2 separate regions of the Danio rerio genome follow, and region 1 is linked to region 2. Evidence: chromatin contacts called from public Hi-C data. All regions are on one chromosome and are shown on one strand. The core of a region is the stretch at or near the end of the contact, and the rest is flanking DNA. Distances in the headings are between cores, read along the strand shown.

What was found. Hi-C and Micro-C count contacts between places; a contact is called where the count stands out from the background.
Region 1: a contact with region 2 is called in a Hi-C map of hematopoietic stem cells, with 2.1 times the contacts expected there. The contact joins the promoter of tcea1 here to the promoter of ankrd33bb in region 2. A contact is called at or near these places in 1 of 18 Hi-C or Micro-C datasets (hematopoietic stem cells) and 1 of 4 datasets of contacts at active chromatin or transcription factors (embryo).

Annotation. Positions count from the first base shown.
Region 1 is chr2:33,697,767-33,702,499 of GRCz12tu, reverse strand. It overlaps tcea1 (transcription elongation factor A (SII), 1), which reads right to left and starts at 2,344. Exons shown (of 10, transcript NM_199994.2): 1 at 2,146-2,344; 2 at 1,251-1,313; 3 at 1,056-1,161. The coding sequence starts at 2,220. LOC101882676 reads left to right here and starts at 2,656. Exons shown (of 3, transcript XR_012392620.1): 1 at 2,656-2,719.
Region 2 is chr2:33,488,934-33,493,719 of GRCz12tu, reverse strand. ankrd33bb (ankyrin repeat domain 33Bb) reads right to left here and starts at 2,947. Exons shown (of 4, transcript XM_021467496.3): 1 at 1,788-2,947. The coding sequence starts at 2,240.

The sequences.
Region 1 (4,733 bases), core at 1,095-3,594, 210 kb before region 2:
GTCATAATTGTAATCATGATTATTCAAAAGGATTATTAGTTGAAGTCAAAATTATTAGCGCTCCAGAACATTTTTTTTTAAATAAATTTTTCCCAAATTGTGTTTAACAGAGCAGGGAATTTTAACAGCATTTCCTCTAATATTTTTTCTTCTTGAGAAAGTCTAATTTGTTTTATTTTGGCAAGAATAAAACAAGGTTTAAATATTTTGAAACCTATTTTAAGTTCAATATTATTAGCCCCCTTAAGCAATGTATTTTGGATTGTCTGCAGATGAAACTACTATTATACAATGACTTGCCTAATTACCCTAATTAAGCCTTTGAATCACACTTTGAATCTGAATGCTTGTGCTCTGAAAAAACTAGGAAAATATTATGTACTGTCATCATAGCAAAGATAAAATAAATCTGTTATTAGAACTGAGTGATTAAAACTATTATGTTCAGAAATAATAATAAAAAATCTTCTTTCCGTTAAACTTGAATTGGGGAGGAAAAGGGTTGCTAATATTCAGGAGGGCTAAAAATTCTGACTTCAACTGTATATATACAGTTATTTTTCACCCTGCAAAGGAAAGAGAAATAAATACAAGAGAATAAAAATATGAAACAAACAGTGCTTTAAGCATCTTCACTGTAAGAAAAACACTTTAGCTACAAACAAGTCAAGAGCAGTGAGTGATTTTGTCCTTTTGTTGTTTGATTAATAATGATGGAAACAGGCGGGAGCAGGAATATTGCGCTGTCACTTTAATGACTTCTCTTTCACGTGTCATTTGATTCTCAAAAGTAATTGTCATTTGAATAAGTCACACTTGTAAATAATTGCTCGTCGTTAAATTATTTTTATTACATCAAGTACACTAATTGTTCTTATATTTAGATACAAGCATTAGTTTGCTTATTACAAAATTACATTTTTATTTTGAAGTATACAATTTATTAACAGAGGACTACATATGGATAATGTGGTTAACTATAACTTTAAAATAAAATTAGATGGAAAAATCATAAGGATAAAAACGTTTTTTCTTAAACATTTGTCTTTTCTTACCCAGCAACTTCTTCCAGGACTTGATCAAAGACTTGGCCAGTGAGGTCACTTCGTCATCTGTGCTCTGTTTGCGGATGGCATTGACTGACATCCCGATTCTCGTGGACTATTTATAAGAATGCAAAGAAAATTTCTTATTATAAAATGTAATTGTCGAGTGATGAAGCACGAATGATGTGAAGAGAGGAAACGTACCTGCAGTAGTTCCAGGGTCATGGGTATATTCTTTAGTTCCTTTAATAAGTCCAGAGCACCAACCTTCAAAAAAACAAACAAAGATTTGGTAAAATGTAACTCAATATAATAGTTTAACATGCACATTAAAAAGTATGAACATTTATAGCATAACAGAAAAGTAATTTAGTACACATTATTTACAATAAAAATCATTAGATTATTCACAATGGTCCCAATAAAGAATAAAAAGAAGGAAAATAAGAGGAAAATAAAACAACAGAAATCAAACAAAAAACAAAGAAATATCAATAGGCTATCTGATCTGAGGATAGAAATAGAAAAGATAAAAAAATATTAAAAGTGTATAGGGCAAAATAAGAAGATAACAGCGATTTGGAGATTTTCTAGATTATACATTTTGTCGTGCAAATTGTAGCATGAGCACTTCAATAACACGCGCGTGTTTACAGTGACGTCAACAGCAGCCACTTTGTAGCCAAACTTCTGCTAATTAGCATCACTTTAACTCACTTCTACACAACAATTAGTTTTTAGAAATTGTGGTTTCATATGTTTTATTATAATAAAGTAAGAGACTAATGTCTTGTTTGTTTTGAGATGAAATCAGTTGCATTACTGCCTCCCGCTGACTGACCCCGTGCATTTATCCGCGCTAACAGCAGCTAATGTTGCTAACTGCTCTGCTAGGTGATCAAATTATTAAAACAATAAACTGAACCACTATACACAAAGCTCGTTTGACATTTGGCCACAAAAGCTATTACAAAATAGATCCCTATGATCGATGTGCATTATGAAATAGGCGCTTCTCAATGAATGTAACTGTTAGCTTGTTATGTATCAATGTAGCCTCGTCCGAGACAGGGAATTCATTCATGACAAAACACCTCACCCCGTTCTTTTTCTGTGCCATTTTATCCATCTTCTTCGCGATCCGGATGATCTCTTCTTCTTCCTTTTTGCCCATTGTTTATGTTTTATGGCAGATTTTCAAATTAAACGTAGTATAAATGTTTAAAAAAACGTAAAACACCCCGCGAACACACCACTCCACCGGCGGCGACCGTAGCAGCTCTGATAGGAAGGCGTGTCTATGAAAAGCCCTCAGACATCACTAATCAACCCATTGAAACGCGCTTTGATTGAATCGATGTAAAGTCCAGGCAACATTAATCAAAAATATCCAGCGCGCCTCACTTGAGAAGCGATTCAAATTAATGAATAATTTCATACAGGGAATTATTGAACGACAAACAAATATATGAGCCGAAAGATACACACAATACTAGTAAAAACGATGAGCCCTTGGATAGTATACAGCAATTTGTGCTGTGATTTTGATTAAAAACGGTCTGGTCTGTGAGCGACCAGCAATTTGTACATGCAACACTAGGGCGCGCTCGTGCTCGATTTACAATGAAACAGATTGACAACAAAACGACACGGTTTTGATGTCTGGTGAGGTGGTAATGTACTCATGTTTTCTTCTGCTTTCAGTAAATTGTTTTTCTAAATAATTAGGTGAACTTATTTTCGTGCATAGAAGTTTTGATGCCATGGGATGTCTGTGAATTGGTTGTCCGACTAACCAGAATTTAATGTGTAATTATAAAATTGAAAAACTGACAATGAAACTAAAATTTTCACCAACAAGTGCTAACGACATGGAAGCTTATTTAATCACAACTTCTCTCCACAACGTTTTCTTATTGGGAATATTGCCAATATCTTGTAAACGAAACAAATCACTATTCTTTCACAATTTGTTTAACTATGGACTATATTAGTTAATAAATCATTTAATAAAGGAACATTATTTACATTTACAGAATTTATCGCAAGATAGAAAATTCCTATTACATTACATGAAATGTAATTTATGATACTAACGGTAAATACCTGGTATACATATGCTGTACAAAAGCAGTGTATGTACACGAGCGGTTTCTGTTTGTCCTCCTAGACCTAAACAGACCTCAGTCGGTTTTATCTGTTACTCTGGATTTAAGCCTAATAATCCCAAAATTAGACCTTTGGCCTAAAAGAAAAAATGTCTAGACCATATGTTTTTTTTTTTTTTTTTTTTTTTTTTTTTGCTGGAACAATATATTTAATATTGTAAACTGGACTCAAGTACCTAAATCTTTTTTGTTATTACAAATAAGGCTAAAGAAATATCATTTAAATTACTTCATAGAGTTTATTCTACAAAAAATATATAAATATTTCTACAAAATTTGAAATTGATATTCAGTTAGAGTGCTGTTTTTGTGAAAGCTTTAATGAAACTATTTCACATTTGTTTTGGTCTTGCTAAAATACTCGGCTTAATGTTGAAGCTTTTATTGCTCAAAATATTTTAAAATCATTTTTCTTATCTTATAAATATGTGATTTTGGGTAATATTGTTAAGGATCGCTCTTTAAATTATGCTGGTTTAATTATAAACTTTATTTTATTATTATGTAAATTTGACATATAAATCCGTTTCCCAATTGCAAACCTGTCTTCATGGTGCTAGCAAAAAGATTCAAATCTATATAAAAGTGTTTTCTAAGTCTAAAAATACAAAGGCAGTTAAAACAGTTATAGCTTTGCTCCTCCTTTAACATTTTTGCATAAAAATGTTTGTATATATGCATTTCCTGCAGTACAAGTACATTTATTAACGCTTGTTAATAGCTAAAATAATATATTTGTATCTAATTTGATTACTATGTACCCTCACCTCTGTTTTTTTTCTCATTTATTGCATTTTTGTTAAGAAATGTAAAGTGATTTTGTTGTATTGGAAAAATGTACACACTGGTTCTTGTTAATAAAAAAGAAACTAACCAGATAATGAATTGATAAGTTAAAGCATTGTTTCTCAACCACGTTCCTGGAGCACCACCATCACTGCATGTTTTGGGTGTCTCCTTTGCCTGTCACACCCATTACAGGTCTTTCAGTCTCTGCTAATGAGCTGATGATCTGACTCAGATGTGTTTGGTTAAGAAGACATAGAAAATGCGCAGAGCTGGTGGTCCTACAGGAACGTGGTCAGGAAACACAAAGTTAGAAGATTCTGACGTAATGAAAAATGATAGATATAATTGAGAAACAACGTGTGTGTTTATATAAGGTCTGCATTAGAAGTTTGTTTGAATGTATAGTATATTGAATAATGATTAAAGCTTTAATGTACACAAGAACCTTTTTAATTAACAAAAAAACACCGGCATAAATAGCAGAATTGTATGTGTATATAATGATGCCCTTCTGTGGATTGTGAAGTGTTGTGAACTTTAATTCTTGTTTACTAATCAAAGTATGCAGATTAAGTGGGGTAATTCTGTATCTGATACATTTAAAGTATGTAATGGAGTAGGACAAGGAGGTTTACTTTCACCTGCATGCTTTTTAAAATGTTTGAATGATTGAGTTGTCTGAGGAACTCAGTGATCGTAGGACCGACTTTGTGCTCTATGATACTATAAT
Region 2 (4,786 bases), core at 1,698-4,197:
TGAGCAGGTTTTGTCAAAATGCTAACTACATGGCTAACCTTCTCCAACCTACTTCTGCAAATTCAAATTCTTAAAAATTTGGATTTTAAAGGTGGCATCGGTTTAAATTTTCCTTCTTGTAGATCTCTTTGTATTTAGTTAAGTTCCTGTTCAAAAGAAAAGAGCTTCAGTTCACTGGTGTTAAGGATCAGATCCTCATCCTTCATGTGCAGAGCTGTGTTTGTTGATTTCCACTTTAACCAGCTCAGAAACTGCAGTTGAGCATGTGTTAAATACACCAGTGTCGCTTTTCATATATAGATGTTTTTTTTAAATACATTTTATACTGATAATGGCTGGCTGTAATGTCAAGAATGGATAAATTATGTGATGATTGTCACTGTACGACTAAGACAGCCATGGGACAATCTTACATTCTGTCATTAGAAACAGCTTCAATTAATTCTTTATGTCAGTCAAACAGACAAAACTCAGCAGTTTGAGGCTTTGTTAGGCATTGTTTACAGCACTGAGTTTGGTCCTCCAGAATGGATCAGTATGCTAAAACACAGCCATGATCCTGCAGTCTCAGACAGGGGCTGGGGAGCAGCAGCTCATTTAAATTTAAATTAATATAAAGCAAAACAGCTCACTTTGAACTGAGGTGCTTTTGACAGGGTAAAAACAGTGTTTATATACACGAGTTGAGAAATTTAATCAAAGTAAGTCTTAGACGTTTCATTAAGGCCCTAAGAATCATATCAACTTGTGTAAAATGGGTATCCAATGTCATCTTTAATCGTTAATAGAGAAGTGCACTATGGACTCTCTCATGACATATAAATCAAACTGATACAGCTGTTGGCTGCACGTGTCACACTTTCAGGTGCATGCAGTCCAGAGTTGATCACAAACTATGGATTAAACCCTGAGCTAACAGAGAATAATATCAAGTGTTGTGAAACCACTTAACCTGATCTTAACCAGTTTAGATTTGCCAACCCAAAACTTACTCTGCAAGCCTTCAGGACTGTTGCTAAATATTAGCTAAATATGTACATGTAATTTACAAAAGAAAGTCAATTTATAATTTAATTAAGTTTTTGAATCTGTAGCGCTATCCCAGTTGGTCAGATTTGCTGTAATTTTTATAATAAAATAATCCTTATAACTAATATACAGTTATTTTCATAGAAAAAATCGTTTATAATCTATATGGTGATGTAAAATATGTCATTTTTATGAATAATATATATATTGAATATTTATTTTTTATATATTTATATATATTTATTTTTTTTTTCCTTTTTTTGTTGCGAAGCAGTGGCGCAGTAGGTAGTGCTGTCACCTCACAGAAAGAAGGTCGCTGAGTCGCTGATTCGAGCTTTGGCTCAGTTGGCGTTTGTTGGCGTTCGGCTCAGTTGTTCTCCCTGCCTTCGCGTGGGTTTTTTCTGGGTGCTCCGGTTTCCCCCACAGTCCAAAGACATGCAGTACAGGTGAATTGGGAAAGCTAAATTGTCCGTAGTGTATGAGTTTGTGTGTGAATGTGTGTGTGGATGTTTCCCAGAGATGGGTTGCGGCTGGAAGGGCATCCGCTGCGTAAAAACTTGCTGGATAAGTTGGCGGTTCATTCCGCTGTGGCGACCCCTGATTAATAAAGAGACTAAGCCGACAAGAAAATGAATGAATGAATGATTTTTGTTGTGAAAAACCTGGCAACCCTGAGTGAGAATGTTTAGGATACCTGTTTGAAAACAGTCATATTTATCATTCAGTTGATTGGCATTTACATATTCATAAAAACTTACTCTGTTATTTTTGTCCACTTCTCGCACCTCTGCCTCAGTCACACCTTGTCTTATCATGATCTTGACGATGATGACGTTGTTGCTGCAGCATGCCTTGAAAAAGCTGACTGGCTCTGGGCTCTCAGGACTCGGGCATTTCTCGAAGCTGAGCGAATCATCAGGTGGGTAGAAGGAGTCATCTGATGCCATGCTTCTGCTATCTGGAAGTTTTGAGAAGTCCAACTCCTCAAACTCCTGGTAGACATCATCATCGTCATCATCATCATCATAAAAATGGTGGTCTTCATCATCATCTGCATAGTAAGAGTCCTCGTTTGGCTCTACAACAGTGGAGCTCTGAATGGAGGACTCCTCATTGGTCCAGCCTCTTGCTCGGTTGTCCTCAGTGTCATGTTTGTGAACCTTGACCAGAACAACACCTCCTGCAACACCATTCTCAGTTATTAGCACCATTTAACAATCCGACAGGTGCAGCACAATAGCAAAAATCTTCCAGCATCCAGAATGAAACCGTCACATAATGAATATTAATCCTCAAATCCAGTTCTTGACCCGATTACCTGTATTACATGAAGAAAACCTGTGGAAACAGAAGTCAAACCAGAGTCATCTTCTCCAGATCATCCACATCCTGTGCTCTTCATGAGCAAGTCCAGCTTTGGTTTTTGGTTGTCATATACATACCCTTGTTTTATTTCCAACTAAATTATCCCATGATTCACGACTTGACTAGCTCTGTGATCCAGTCCGAGTCTTGTTGGAAAATTCACCAATAGTTCAAAGGATTCAACAAGACTTCCATCGGAAAATGCTCTGACTGGCATGGTTACTGTTTGGAGAGAAGCCTCCTAATCCCCTTAGTCTCTTTCTGTCTCTATTCCTCCCTCCCCTTTCACAGTTACATGTGCCGAACAGTAATCTTACTGTCCGAGGAATCAATGCAGAATCATTTCTTCTTCCAGGCATTGCAGCAAATTTGCATTCAGGAATGATGAGCATGGCAGCACCAAACACTGCTGATGTCTGTTTATACATAGGAACTTCAGACTAGCACTGTGATGTACTATTATTATTCTCTATGGGTCTATTTTTAGCCAACTTTGATACTCACAAGCACATTCACTGTGTCTTTCCACACTTTGATAGTCTGTTTTGACTGTGATCTACCATTGGCTCCACAAGCCTTCTCGCCGGATTAGTGGAAGGTTAATTGGATGCAGCAGAAATAACATGCTGTTGTGGATAAGCTGTTCTTTCATTTGTGTCCTATACAATGATAACAAACACAATCTACACACACTGCCACTTTTAATGTTTTGGCCACACAAAAACTGCCGCTGCCAAACTACAATCCTTGGATTATGAGGTTTTGGGATGATGTACTGTATAAAGGCATGTTTTGTGTTGATGTTTCTGGTCAAAATACATTAGAAACAGCACATCCTAGAGGTTGTTTGGAGTAAATAAAAAACGATCAACTTCTGTATTTAGTATACAATTATAATTGAATAATTTTTATTTTTATTTTCAGTTATTAATTTGCCTTTTTTTATTTTGTTAAAAGATTTTATTGCTTTTTGATAGACTTCAGTGTAAAAGGTTAGTATCATTAACTTTTGTTTATTAGTTGGCCAGGCTACTTCACTCATTTTTCAGTATTTTTTATTTCACAGGGTTTCTGCAGGTTTCATCAAGTCAAACTTAAGACTTTTTAGGACCCTTTTAAGACTATTATGAATTAAATTTTAGACTTATAGAGGGTTAAACACTAATGATTATTTCTGATGGCCCGGTTGCTATAAAAAAAAATCAAATGTAATTATTTCTCAGTGACATACTTTAATGTGTTAAAACAAAATTATCGTAGTTAAATGTATACACTTTTTTCACCATAATATTTATTTTCTTTTTTTAAATGACACATTTAACATCATTAAAATTAAATTTATTGTGGAGGCATTTACATAAATAATCTAAATTATATGTTTGTTGGCTTTTAGTCCAAATTGATTGAGTAACTTCTATTAAACCTAATGCATTTCTGTTATAAAACCTTAAGTTTCATAATTATGTCTACTCCCCCTTATTTCTGTAATAATTTGTTATAAGCTTTGTATGAATGAAAGATAATGTAAAGGAGTATATTGTTCTGTTATTATCATGGGGAACTGTGTAATTGTTTTTAGTTTTCTTTCCCTGATTTTACTAGGATGGATTGTTGGTGATTGGATGGATGTCGGCCCGAATGGGTATAGCTTTATGGACAAAGGAAATTGAACCCCTGGTTAAAATGATGTAAAACACAAAACGCAATATTTACATGGATTTAAGACTTTTTAATGCCTAAAATATTGTTTTTAAAATTTTAGACATAAGACCCAGCAGACACCCTGATTTCAGTATTAGGCTACTTTTTGTCATAAATGCTGATTAAAGCGGTACATTCTAAGAACACTGTGTGAAGCATATTACAGTTTTTTCAGTCACTTTGGTCCATTTCTCAGATCAAAATTGAAATACTCAAAACTACTTGTTCAATCTTTTAATCATTGTTACATCAGAAAAGTAGTTTCTCTTTCCTTTGAACAAGTCACATGCCTTTTTCTACATCCATGCAAATGATTATGTGCAATTCTCTGATGTTTCCTACATTATCAGTTGCTTATGTCGCTGATCAAAATGTATTATTTTGGTCTGTTTTACAATCTCATCTTTGTGATGTTTTTTCATACAATGTAACAAAAAAAAAAAAAAAACCTCGGAAATTGTACTTTCTTATTGCTGGCTACTAGACTGAGTGTAAACTGAGGCAATACTTTCAGTTGATTTTTAACATGACACTCTTCATTTAGCCGCCTGCGGTGTTTTTTTAGATACAGCTCTTACAAACGACCAGTTTTGTACGGTGTCTGTGACTTTAAAACCAAGATATTCACATATTACCTAAATGCCGTTTTTCTTTGATAGTAATTCGTCTATGCTTCTAAAGTGGCAGACAC